Regions from separate parts of the Mus musculus genome. Here region 1 is linked to region 2. A link is a contact called in public HiChIP or PLAC-seq data. All regions are on one chromosome and are shown on one strand. The core of a region is the stretch at or near the end of the contact, and the rest is flanking DNA. Distances in the headings are between cores, read along the strand shown. Region 1 overlaps 4833427F10Rik (RIKEN cDNA 4833427F10 gene). Region 2 overlaps Nfkbil1 (nuclear factor of kappa light polypeptide gene enhancer in B cells inhibitor like 1).

Region 1 (6,731 bases), core at 3,166-5,665, 560 kb after region 2:
TGTTGATCCTTCTTCGCTTCCTCTTTCCCTATTCTTTGTATTTTGTTTGTTTGAGGCAGAGTTTCGCTGTGTCACTCTGGCTATACAGACCAGGCTGGCCTCAAACTCACTCTGTAGCTAAGGCTGGCAGCATTGAACTCCTGAGCCTCCTGATGCCTCCTAAGTGTCAGGAACTGTGCCTGTGAGAATGACCAGCTTATGCAGATATGATTGTTCTCAGTTTACATATTTGGTGGCCAAGATTCAAAGCTTTGTGGTTTGTTTACTTTCAGCAACTGTTCGAGACAAAGGCTGAATTCCTGTCCTTTGGTTTGGAGAACTGCCCACCCACCTCACTGGAGGTTGAGGCTCTTTCCTTCCTTGAGCCTGCTGTGGGCCTGGCTCACTGGCACTCAGGAACCCACACTTTTCTCACCAGCCTCTGAATGACATCTGCTGATAGGTGTCGGTGTCTCCTTCAAGAGATGGAAAGGCTGGCAGCACCCAAGAAAGACATTTAACAGAGACCATTCCAGGTTGGGAGGCCGAGGCAAGTTCAAGGCCAGCCTGAGCCACGTAGAAAACCTCGTCTCAACCCTTTTTCCTGGCCCCTCAAAAGATAAATTAATCTAGATACTTAGGAGGCAGAAACAGGCAGATCTCTTGTGAGTTTAAGGCCAACTGGGTCTACGCAATTAGTCCCTGTCTCAAAAGATGGAAGACGAGAGACAGAAACCTTCCCGGCATAACCAATCTGTGGTGAGAGAAGCAGAAGCTGTGGCTGGCTGGTCAGAGAAAGAAAGAGCGCTGCATATTGATCGGAAAGAGGAAGGAGAAAAACCTCTGGATGCTATCGCAGCAGGAAAAGCCTCACCAGCTGCACACTTAAGATTCTCATGCTTTGCTGCGCCTCAGTTATGTGTCAATAAAAAAATTAAACAACAAAAGGCAAGTAAACACTTACCATGCAAAAGATCCTGTTCAGAGAACCTAAGCATGAAGTGGAAGGAAACACACAAAGAACTCTCAAAACTTAGCAATGAGAAACACACAACCTGCTGCAAAGACAGGATAGGGCCAGGCCCAGTGCACACGCCTATAGTCCAGTGCACACACCTGTAGGCCCAGTGCACACACCTGTAGGCCCAGTGCACACACCTGTAGGTCCAGTGCACACACCTTTAATTCCAGTGCACATACCTGTAGGCACATACCTGTTCACACAGGTCTAGTCCCAGAAATGTGAAAGTTTGGGGATGCATCTGCTGTGGTTATTCATGGCTGCCAACTTGACTATACATGGAATCAATTAAAACCCAAATGGCTAGGCACAGCTATGAGAAATTTTTTTTTCTTAATTAAATCATTTGAAGTAGGAAGACCCATTTCTTTTTCATTTTTTTAAGAGTCATTTATTTATTTTATGTATATGAGTACACTGTAGCTTTATATATGGCTGTGAGCCATCATGTGGTTGCTGGGAATTGAACTCAGGACCTCTGCTCACACCGACCCAAAGATTTATTTATTGTGATAGGTAAGTACACTGTAGCTGTCTTCAGACACACCAGAAGAAGGCGTCAGATCTCATTCTGGATGGTTGTGAGCCACCATGTGGTTGCTGGGATTCGAACTTAGGACCTTTGGAAGAGCAGTGAGTGCTCTTGCCCCCTGAGCCATCTCGCTAGCCCAGAAAGACCCATTTCTAAACTGGGTCTTTGTGGGAAGATCCACCTTCTGCTGGCAGCCTACACAAAGGACATGGGAGATGAAACCTTGCTCTCTTTGCCTGCTTGCTCTCACCTCAGTGGTGAGTCCATTCCTGAACTGGCATTAAGAACCTACCTCTTCAGGATTCCAGTGTTTCCTGAACTGAACAACCACTGGATTGTTTTGTTTTTTACATTCCGACCACAGCCTCCCCTTCCCTCCTCTCCCCCAATCCATTCCCTCCACCTCCCCTCCATACCCCACATCCACTCCTTCATTTCTTTTTAGAAAAGGACAGACCTCCCATGGATATCAACCAGCCACGGCGTATCAAGCTGCAGTAAGATTAAGCACCTTCTCTCCCATTAAAGCAACAAGGCAGCACAGTAGAAGGAAAGGGTCCCAAAGGTTTGTAGTAGAATCGGAGACAGCCCCTGCTCCCACTGTTAGGAGTCCCACCAGAAGTCTAAGCTACACAACTGTTACAGATGTGCAGAGGACCCAGGTCACTCCTATGGATGGCATTTCAGTCTTTGTGAGCCCCTACGAGCCCAGGTTCAACTAATAGACTCTTGCACCTTTCATTGGTAGACAGAGATTGTTGGATTAGCTGGACCACAGTCTGCAAGCCATTTAATAAATTTCCCTCCTATACATAGATTCATTCTATAAGTTCTGTTCCTCTAGATGACCCTAATATAGCAAGTAAGTTCCCAAGTTCAAAGCCAGCCTGGACAACATACCAACACAATTGTTCAGGTAAATAAATACAGAAGCAGATAAAGAAGCTGAGTGTGTAGCACATGTCTGTAACTCCAGCATTTGGGAAGCAGAGGCAGGAGGATTGCCACAAGTTCCAAACCATTTTCTCTAGATGTAGAGTTCTAGGCCAGGCTGAGCTATACAGCAAGACTCTACCTTAGAAAATAAATAAATAAATACATACATACATACATACATACATACGTCTGTAGTTCAGCTGTAGAGCACTGCCAACATGTGTGAGGGCCTAGGTTTAATTCCCAATACTGCCAGAAGAACTAATTTAGGACCGGAGAGGTGGCTCAGCAGCTAAGAGAGCTTTCTGTTCTTCCAAAGGACTGGAGTGCAGTTCCCAGAGCCTCCACTAGGTTGCTCACAACTTCCAGGACCTCCAACTCCAGGGGATCTGAAGCCCCCTGAAGTCTATAATACAGCTTTGCTTGTAGTTACCAAAGAGTTGGTTAATGGGCCATTGAGATAGCTCAGTGGGTAAGGGCACCTGACTCCAAGCCTGCTGTGTTCAATCCTAGGACTGAATCCACATGGTAGACAGAGAGAATAGATTCCTGCATGTTGTCCTCTGACTTCTGTGTATGTGCCAAGGCACTCAAGTGTGCCAACATACACACGCACATACATACATACATACATACATACATACATACATACATACGTATACACACACATATACTTACACACATACAAACATACCCCTACATATACATACCTGCTTTAAACTCATGGTCCTCACTGGAGAGTCAGGAAGCACGGTCCTGCTCATCGCCAAAGCCCAGTGTTTACAACATAGGTGTTGAATGGGTGCCCCGTGACAGAGTGAAGGAACTTTCCAGCAATGGGCCTGACCTTTATCATCAGGATACACAGCCTGGTCTCCTCTCCAGTTACCCTCAGGACACAAGGACAGGCAGCTGGGAAGTATCCCTGTCCTTCCCTGACCCTGTCCTTCCCAGCTCAGGCCTGGGTTACAGGCTCTTCCTGTCATCCCCAGCTGTCCTGGAATGGGAAGAACTGAGCAATCGGATGAGTTTATTGCTGTGGTTTAAGTTGTTTGTTTGCTTGTTTGTTTTGGGATGGCGGCTCTCTGGGAACCCTAGGATGGCTTCCAGCTTACAAGGCTTCTCCTGCCTCAGCCTCCCAAATGCTTGGGTTATGAGTACACACCACCATGCCCAGTTTTCATTTTAATTTTTCTTGTTTTGTTTTTTGTTTTGTTTTGTTTGAGGTAGGGTCTCGCTATGTAGCTCTGGCTGGCCTTCAAGGCCTAGAAATCCACTTGCCTCTGCCTCTCAAGTGCTGGCACTAAAAACATGTGACCATACCCATGAGTATCTTAAATTCTGATAAACCGTTTTTTATTATAAAATCTACTAGATGGTTAAAAAAAAAAAAAAACAAGCCAGGGTGTGGTGATCCATAGATAGCTATAATCCCCGTGCATGAGATGTTAAGGCAGGGGAACCCCTCAAGCTGGAGCATAATCAGCCATTAGGACGTGGGACATGGCTGACAGGGATTTTAGGGGGTTAGAATCGTCCCTGTTTCCAGGATTGGTTTCTGATCTTCACCGCATGGTCAGATTTTGCCACCATGAGCTCTGTCATTCCCTTGTCACCATGATGGGTTACTGTGCCCTCTAAAACCACGAACCAGGATGAACTCTTCCTCAAGTCTTCATCAGGAATTTTTGCTACCAAGATACAGACACAACACATACCCATGCCTGGGAAGGCCAGACAGCTTGAGGCTACTGGGAGGCGTAATGTCCTGTTTCTGTCACAAGCAGTCTGGTTTTAGCTGGAGCTCTGTGTCTGGCAGACCCCACCCCCTCTGTGTCATACACAAAGCCCAGGCTTATGCCGCCCACAGCAAATAGAAGAGTCTGTATGGCTAGCCCTGCGTACTCCATGCCAATGCCTTGGGCTCCTCTGAACCTAGGCTATCTTCCCACGCCAGCTGTTTCCGGTGTCTGTGACAGTGCTACTATATTGATCTGGCTGGCTTGGAGCTCACAGTGTGGCTGGCCATTAGCTGGCAGCTGGCCCTGAGTTGACAATGGTCCCCTGCTTCTCCAACCTCCTACTGCTGGGGTTACAGGCGCACTACCATATGTGGCTGTTTCTGATGACCCACGAAAAGCATCTGTGAAACCAAGAAAGTCACAAACAAACAAAACAACCTTGCATCCAGCATTTAGGTGAATGAAATAGGCAGACCGAAAGTTCAAGGTCAACCTGGTCCACTCAGGGAGACTGTCACAGCAAATAACAAAGCAAAGTCCTACTAGCATGAGGAGGAGGATGGTGAGGAGGATGAGGCGGGGAGGAGAAGAAAAGAGAAAGGAGAAGAAGGAGAGAGGAAGAGGAGAACGAGGAGTGGAAGGAAAAAAGGGAGGAGGAAGAGAAGATGATGAGAAAAAAGGAGGGAAAGGAGGAAGGGGAGGAGGGAGAGAAGAAAGGAGAGGAGGGAGAGAAGGAGAAAAAAGGGGAGGGGAGGAAGAAGAAGGAGGTAGACAAGAAGAGTAGAAGATGAGGGAAAAAAGGAGAAGCAGAAAGAGAGAAAGGAAGGAAGCAGAAGGAAAGGAGAGGGTGTGTAGCAGGAAGAGGAAGAGGAGAAGCAGAAGAGAGGAGAGGAGAATAAGAGAAGGAACAGACATGGGCGGTAGAGAAGGAGCCGGAGGAGGAAGAAGAGAATGAGGAAGAGGGAGAGGAGGAAGATAAGGAGAAAGGGAGACAGGGAGGGAGGAAGAGGAGGTAGACAGAAGAAAGGAAAAAGAAAGGCTACCAACAACTGTGTTGGGAAGTCAGCAGGCTGTAGAGTTGCCCGGGAAGCTGGTTTTGGTTTCATCCATTTGTAGGTATTCTGTTCTGTTTGATCTTTGTTGCTACTGTCTTGCTACTATCCACCATCCACCAGAGATAGTTAACAACATGCTGATTCAGCCAACTGACAACCCCAAGAGTGAGCTTGAGCCCTCAGAAAAGTCTCTTAGTGCCTGAGTTTAGGGATACAGTTCGTAAAAGCAAAACCCAGAAAGACACATCAAGTCTAATGGAGCAACCTTGAAACGTTCATTCCTGGCAGGAGATAGCGCTTATTTTAGACATAACTTGTCTATTATCTAGTTAGTATATTTAGACTGTGGCCCAGGCCATGGAAATCTCAGATGTGTCACCAAGGCAGATGTGACTATTGAGGACGGGAAGGCTGAGATCTAAACACAGAATGGAGTCAGAACAGGATCCCAGGACTTTAGTGATTTCAGGGTTTTTGTTTTTTTGTTTTTGTTTTGTTTTTTAAAGATTTATTTATTTATTATATGTAAGTATACTGTAGCTGTCCTCAGATACTCCAGAAGAGGGCATCAGATTTCGTTACAGATGGTCGTGAGCCACCATGTGATTGCTGGGATTTGAACTCAGGACCTTTGGAAGAGCAGTCGGTGCTCTTAACCACTGAGCCATCTTGCCAGCCCCGATTTCAGGTTTTTATTTTTCCTTTTTAGTGTGAGTGTGCATGTGTTTCTGTGAATGTGATATTTCTCTTTCTCCTGTGTGTGTGTGTGTGTGTGTGTATGTGTGTGTGTGTGTGTGTGTGTGTGTAATGTACATGTGAACATGTATATGCAGGTCACTCACCCACAAGGACATGTGATGAATCAAGAAGTTGACTTTTGATGTCACCCTCTATTGCTTTGTACGTTATTCTGAGACTTAGCTGGTTACTGAACCCAGAGTTTGTGGTGTCAGCTAGGCTGGCTGACTGTGATGGTTTGTATATGCTCTGCCCAGGGAGTGTCACTATTAGAAGGTGTGGCCCTGTTGGAGCAGGTGTGTCACTGTAGGTGTGGGCTATAAAAGGCCTTCATCCTGGCTGCTTGGAAGTCAGTATTCTGCTAGCAACCTTCAGATGAAGATGTAGAACTCTTAGCTCCTTCAGCACCATGCCTGCCAGGATGTTCCCATGTTCCTGCCTTGATTAGAATGGACTGAACCTTTAACCTGGAAGCCAGCTCCAATTAAATGTTGTCCTTATAAGAGTTGCCTGTTCACAGCATGCATGGTGTCTGTTCACAGTAGTAAAGCCCTAACTAAGACACTGACCATAGAAACCCTGGAAGGCACCTACCTCTTACCTGGCTTTTACCTGGATTCTTGGGATCTGAACTCATATTCTCATCCTTACCTAGCAAGCATTTTTTCCACTGAGCCAGCTCCTGGCTCCACGTTCTGCTCTGTTGTGCTGAGATAGGGTTTCATGAA
Region 2 (6,505 bases), core at 3,931-6,430:
GAAAGATGGCTTAGTGGTTAAGAGCACTATGCTCTGTCAGAGGTCCTGAGTTCAAATCTCAGCAACCACATGATGGCTCACAACCATCTGTAATGGGATCTGATGTACTCTTCTGTTGTGTCTGAAGACAACAACAGTGTGCTCATATAAATAAAAAATAAATCTTAAAAAAGAAAAAAAGACAAGTTAACAAAACAAAAGCATACGGAAACCATTTTTTTTTTTTTTTTTTTGCAACAGGAGTCTTTGTGTCAAACCCGGCTGGGCGTCAGGTTTTAGGTTTAGATTTGACGCCCCCGGAACAGCTGTGAAGAAAAGTGACTGGACAGAGGTTGTCCCCTAATAGATACAGAGTCAGGGAACTCAGCTAGGCCCATCCATTGGCAAGACCTTTCTCCCGAGGCCTCTGTGGAGTTTATGACCTAGCGCCAGACAACAGGATTGAAGGAATTCATCTAAGGACTAAGGGCAGTTTTTACATGGAGAGACGGGATGGAGACGGTTTATTAAGTTTTCTGGTTGGTTTTGCGAAGAGGGCTCCCAGCTTCTATGACCCAGATAGGCAAGCATTGTAGCCTGTGAGCGGCTCTGGGGCAGGGAGAAGAGCCGAGGTAAAGCCTGGGAGAATGGCAGGAGCAGCTCCTGGGTCTCTTAAGTTAGTTGCAAGCCCTTGGCCGGCCACTGTGTCCTGTCTCGGAACCCCCAGCAAGATCACAGTGACTGAAAAGGCTGAGCTCATGTTGTAGAGCCAGGCTGGGCCCCACAGGACACTCCCATTCTTGATCCTCACAGGTGCCCCAGGTCGCCATTACAGTAAAACTCCCAATTCTCCGATCCCAGCCTTGCTTGCACAGGCTCTCACACACCTGTGCTTCTCTGCCTGGAGATGCTCAGTTGTGTACTAGCACATTCCAGCTCACGCTATGTTTTGTGACTTCTCAGCCTCGGCCCAAGCTCTTTGGTCAGCCTTAGGGATTTTCACTGTCCCTGGCCTCCTGGGAGCCTCCTGCCTGGTTCCCATGGGCCCTACTGTGAAGGCAGCAATTCATGCCTTCAGTCACTGGGCTATAGGTATGTTCCCCAAAGCAGAGTTTGAATCCCTTGGTTCCGTGATGCTCAGCTGACCTGTGCCAAACAGAAGCCCAGATCCCTTTCCTGATTTAACCTGAATCCACCCCCACTTCAGTCCCCAGGCAGACGTCTAATCTCTAGTTTATTTCCTAACTCGGTTTCTCAAATTGAGCCCCAAATCACCCCACCCTAGAGATCCAACTCTTGGGCCCAGCTTGAGGGAAGGGACACATTTCCACAGCAACTGTTCCACAGTCGGGTCGCCATTGAGTCAACTCTTGGGGATCCCGGATTTTCCTCCCTACCCCCACCATGGTGGACAGGATGCCTGCTGCCTGGCACCAGGGGGTCAGAGGAAGCCGGGGCCTCTGGGACTCAGTATTTTTATCGGCCTAGGAAATGAGAGATGCAGAAGCGGAAACCATGTGGTCAGAGAAAGTGAACAGCCTTTATCTCAGGGGAACCCCCACCAGGCCTGGGGGACACACACCAGAGAAGGCTAGGGAGGGAGGCTAGGGTGGGGTAGGCAGGGTATCCTAGCGTATCTTACCTCGGTTTCATGTAATTCATGTAGAAGAGGAAACTAAGTGCTCCAGAATGAAAGATCTGGGAGCACGGCCACCCCCTTGACCCCCGCTCACGGGTCCCCCACCTCACCCCTGCTCACGGGTCCCTGACTCCAGTACGGGCTCTTTGCATGCCGCTTCCGAGATCCCCAGCCTGTGAGAGGAACCGGATGCCTGGGTTGCTTACAGTTCCAGGTCTCTTCTCCGAATCTGAATCTCGGCAGCTTCCTCTCACAGAGCTGCCCCCTTCCCCTGCTCAGCATCTGCCTAGTCTTGGGGTCAGGGGGCTTGGGCCTCTTCCTAGCCTCCAGATGATCCCTGAGGGTCTCTGGTACCACACCTCATCCTGTGCAATTCGGGGACCTCTAGGGTAGGCCTGAGCTGTAGCCTGACCATTACCTTTTGGACCACACACAGCGCACACCCGCGCAATTCTTTCCTGTCTTGCCTCAATTATTGAAAAAACAAACTGAGGACCGGGTTGTGTCTCAGGTGTTGGCAGGGGGATTTGCGTAGTTTCTCCATTTCTAGAGAGCACCTGAATTTGAAAAGTGGTGTGGATGCTCTTCTCCATCTTCCACGCCTCAGAGCTTCTCTCTCCCATCCCTAAGACCTCGACTACAGGTTCTTGGGAAAATAGATGTTTATGTATTAGGCCAAGCCTGGATTGCCCAGAGCTGAAGTCCAGATTTTGGGTGTGGTAGGCAAACAGCAGGTATCAGGACTGGAGACCCAGAGAAGATGAGACAAGGCTTAGAAGCCCGCATAGGCTCGGGTGTGGATCTCTAGTTGCCCAAGAACAGACAACCCAGGTTACATAATCTGGCCCTTTCCAGCCTCCTTCCTGCTTCTAATTTTAGAAATTGAAATTCCCTCCCCCACAGGGCTCTTCCTCCATCCCCTCTGGTTCTATCCTCTATCCTCCCAGGTCCTCGTGGTCCCCTAGCCCTGCTGCCCCCAACCCAGCTCATTCAGTGACTCAGCAGAGGGAAAGCCCTGAGCTGAGCAGGGGTGAGGATGTGGTTGGAGATGGAGGGAGGGGTTGTTCCTTTTTCTGTCTCTTGTTCACATTTTTCTTCAACTGCAACCTTGTCAGGACCCCGGCGGGGGTGGGGTGGGGAGCTGAGAGGGTCTGGAGGATGAACCAGGCCTTCTGAAGGAGGGCGGGCAGGGGCTTCTGGTCTCCATTGAGAGCGCACTGTGACTGTACCGCAGGTGTGTGGGAGCTGTGGGTTTCAACAATTGGGCGGGAAAGGAGATGTCGTGGGTGATGAAAACCATAGCAATGGAAAAAACAGAGGAGACTCTGGAGTGAGGTGTGGAACCAAGTCTTATTAGGAAATGGCAGTCCAGAGCAGTGGTTAGAGCCTCCCCCACCCCACCCCCACAACCATTACGTTAGCCGTCCCATATCCTCTCCTCTCTGTGCCGCAGCTGCCCCTTCTTGTCCATCCCCATCCACGACCTTGCTTCCTTCCGTCTATTCTTGAGGCTACATCCCCACAGGTTCTTGCTTATTCCCTAGGGTCACTTGAGGGCTTCTGCGTGGCGGTTCAGGGCCTGAGAAAGGGCTGTCACAGCTCCCATCACTCGGCCCAGCTCCCAGGTCTCAATCTGGCTTCGGAATCGCTGCAGGAAGCGGTCAGGATGCCACCGGACCTGTTGGACTCTCAAGTACCTCTTCAGAGCCCCCTGTTCCTCCAGAGGGGGGCCCCTGGCCACCAAGGCTGCAGCCATGGCCTCTGGGTCCCCTCCACCAGGGCAGGGCCAGGGCACATCGCCAAAGCGCCAGAGGCTGCCCCTCTCTGCCCCTCGTGGGTGTTCTGCCCTGGGCCCAGCCCTGGGAGGCTCTGGCCCTTTGTCCCGTTGAGCCTCTTGAGCCCTCCTGGCTCGGCTCTCACACAGTTCCTTCTCCTTGGCCCGGGCTCGCTCTCGGAAAAGCCGCTGTTCCTCCTCGTGCTGTCGCCAGCTGTGACTGGAGCCCTCAGCCCTTGGAGGTCGGCAGGATCCCTCTGCCTCCAGCTGCTGCCGCTGCTTCTGGGCATGCTCCCGAGCCAGGCGCTCTGACCAGGCTGAGAAGGACTCGGGCTCCTGCGTGTCCCGGGAGGCATCATCTGTTCAGGAGGTAGGATGAGGTTGTCGGAGAGAGGCTATGATTAGCGGACTTACAAGACAAAGAGTAAAATCAAGAGGCCACATGCATTGGGCCTGGAGTAGAGGACACAGGGCAGGGGCAGGAGGGAGGGCGGCTGGGGGTGGCAATGGGCTCCTCACCTTCAAACCTCCCGATGACCTCCTGCCACTCATCCTCCAGCTCGCCTTGTAGCTTCTGCCGCCATTCCCGCTCCTTGGAAACTTCCTCATCTTCTTCCTCTTCGGCAGAATCCCAGGGGGGTCCCCAGCCCAGAATCTGCCCAGGAGTCTCCCCATCCTTATTTTTTATCCCCATGGCAGATGGGCAACGACTCAGCAGCGGCAGGAAGAAGTCCGTGTAAGCTAGGGGCAGAGACAGTGAGCAGTCAGCTGGGGCTCCGCGAGGCTGCCATCTTGGATTTTCTTAACTCGACAGCCACTAACAATCACATAAGGCACGAGTGTGGAGTTTTGAACGCTCTGACTTGCTCCCCACAGACAATCTCAGTTTGCTCTAAGTGTTACAACCGCGTTTTCTTGCCCTTGGCACCTAGGACGACTTCAAATTCCTTTGACTATTTTAAAAAAAGATTTTATTTATTTTATGTATGTGAGTACACTGTCGCTGTCTTCATGCACACCAGAAGAGGGCATCAGATCCTGTTACTGATGGTTGTGAGCAACCATGTGGTTGGTGAGAATTGAACTCAGAACCTCAGGAAGGGCAATCTGTGCTCTTAACCACTGAGCCATCTCTTCAGCCCTCTTTTGATTATTTTTATTTTGAAGCTATTATCACTATATACATATTACAAACTATTGTTCTCATCTAAAATTACATATTAAGATTATCACATTAGGCATGGTGGCACTTTAATTCCAGTGCTCAGGAGGTAGAGAGTTCAAGGCCAGCCTGGTCTACAGAGTGAGTTGCAGGTCAGCCAGGGCTACAGGATTAATCCTGTCTCAAAAAGTCCAAATACGGTAAATTAATAATAATAAAGAATATCAAAACACTGTGTTCTGCACCACTACACACAAACATAGTAGTACATTTACTGTTTCTACCCAATAAATCTGAGTAAAATAAAAGTTTTCAGGAGAATGTTCCAGCCTTCCCCAGGGGAGGGAAGGGTGGCAGTGACGTACAGGTGCTGCCAGCGCAGAGTGAGTCCCTCCTAAATGATGGTGGCCAAGGGCAGGGAAGGACCGAGCACCTTGGGTGCCTGCTCCTGAGCCTGAGCACCAGGTAAACTGAGGGGAGCCAGATGCCATCGCTTCACCCTACCGAGGGAAGCCCAGCAGCTGGGACCACCACCTGCCTCCATCAGGAGCCAGAAGGAGGCGAGCAGCTGGGGCAGCATTCGGGCCGGGGCCCTACTTCCTCTCCTAGAGTAGAAGGAAATGGGACACAGGCCTTGCTGGTTCCAGGAAGTTAGCTCACTTACCAGGAGGCTGGCACAGAGGCAGGGCTGACCTGTAACTGCCAGCAGGATGGAAGGGCCTACACAGCAGGCCAAGGTGCCAATCCACTCTGAAACCACATCAGGGAGCAGGGCAAGGCAGGCTTCCTGCTGTGATCTGCCACAAACCCTCCCGAGCTGTCCCACTTAGCAGACCTGCTTCTGGCTTCCGTCCTTCAACTTCTTCCCACTAGGGCTCACTGCAGGGTGTGACTGTGTATGGAGCGTGTGAGAGCACAGTGTGTGTTTATGTGAGTGTGAGCATGCACAGTGTTTATGTGTGTATGTGAGTGTGCAGTGTTTATGTGTGTATAAGCATGCAGTATGTTTATGTTAACAAGTGTATGTGTTTATGTGAGTGCAGAGTGTTTGTGTGTGCAGTGTGTGACAGTGCATAGTGTGTTTATACGAGTGCAGTGTTTATGTGTGTGCACAGTGTATGTTTATGTGAGTGTGATAGTGCAGAGTTTGTGTGTGAGAGTGCATAATGTATGTTTATGCAAGTGCAATAGTGCAGTGTGTGTTTATGAGTGTGTCAATACATAGTGTGTATTTATGGGAGTGTGAGGCAGTGAGTTTATGTGTGAGAATGCAGTGTATTTATGTGAGAGTACAGAGTGTGTTTGAGTGTGTGAGTGCATAGTGTGTGCTTATGTGTGTGTTTATATGTTCTGAGTAGGCCCAGGCTCATATGGAAGATTTAACTCTGTCTTTTTATTTTGTGTGTGTATGTGTGTATACCAACATATCCAGCTTAACATCATAACTGCGAACAGTCTGCTGCAACCTCGAGTCCTACCTTGCTCCATACAATTGTGCACACGGCAAGTTATTGGAGCTGTGGCCACACTATGCCCATTTACTCAGAGGTATTTGCCTATCTTGGCAACTGGCTTCATTTTGTTTTTGTTTTCTTTTGAAATACCCGATTTATTTTATTGGCTATGGTATGTGTATGTGTGTGTGTGTGTGTGTGTGAGTGTGTGTGTGTTGTGAGAGGGTCTCACAGCCCAGGGTGTCCTAGAGCTCATTTTGTAACTGCAGACTAGGTCTCAACCTCGTGACTCTCCTACCTTGTTATGGGTCACCACATCCAACTGAAACTAACAGAATCCTTGGGGCATACACATCCCACACAGGCTGACAGCAGCAGCTAGCTGTTCATCTTGGTGTTTTTATGAGACAGGTTTCACTGTGGAGTCAGGCTGGGGTGAACTAACAGCTCTCCCTCCTCATGGCTTTTTATCTTTTATTTTCCCCCAGGAACCTGCC

What was found. HiChIP or PLAC-seq counts read pairs in DNA pulled down with a chosen protein or histone mark.
Region 1: a FOXA1 HiChIP or PLAC-seq map of pancreatic cancer cells shows a contact between it and region 2. The contact joins two enhancer-like sites. A contact is called at or near these places in 2 of 39 promoter capture datasets (hippocampal neurons and liver) and 1 of 115 datasets of contacts at active chromatin or transcription factors (pancreatic cancer cells).

What each region holds. Positions count from the first base shown.
Region 1 is chr17:35,779,751-35,786,481 of GRCm38.p6, forward strand. 4833427F10Rik (RIKEN cDNA 4833427F10 gene) reads left to right here. Exons shown (of 3, transcript NR_045459.1): 3 at 273-937. Among named protein-coding and RNA genes, the nearest start is that of Gm32409, 4.6 kb to the left of the region's middle. Within about 2 kb of position 4,416, at least 54 of the 459 cell types and tissues checked have an H3K27ac peak or open chromatin away from gene starts, as enhancers often do. A contact at or near this core is called in pancreatic cancer cells, where this site is marked.
Region 2 is chr17:35,217,226-35,223,730 of GRCm38.p6, forward strand. Nfkbil1 (nuclear factor of kappa light polypeptide gene enhancer in B cells inhibitor like 1) reads right to left here. Exons shown (of 4, transcript NM_010909.5): 3 at 3,912-4,133; 4 at 2,950-3,751. The coding sequence ends at 3,165. Among named protein-coding and RNA genes, the nearest start is that of Lta, 15 kb to the left of the region's middle. Within about 2 kb of position 5,181, at least 58 of the 459 cell types and tissues checked have an H3K27ac peak or open chromatin away from gene starts, as enhancers often do. A contact at or near this core is called in pancreatic cancer cells, where this site is marked.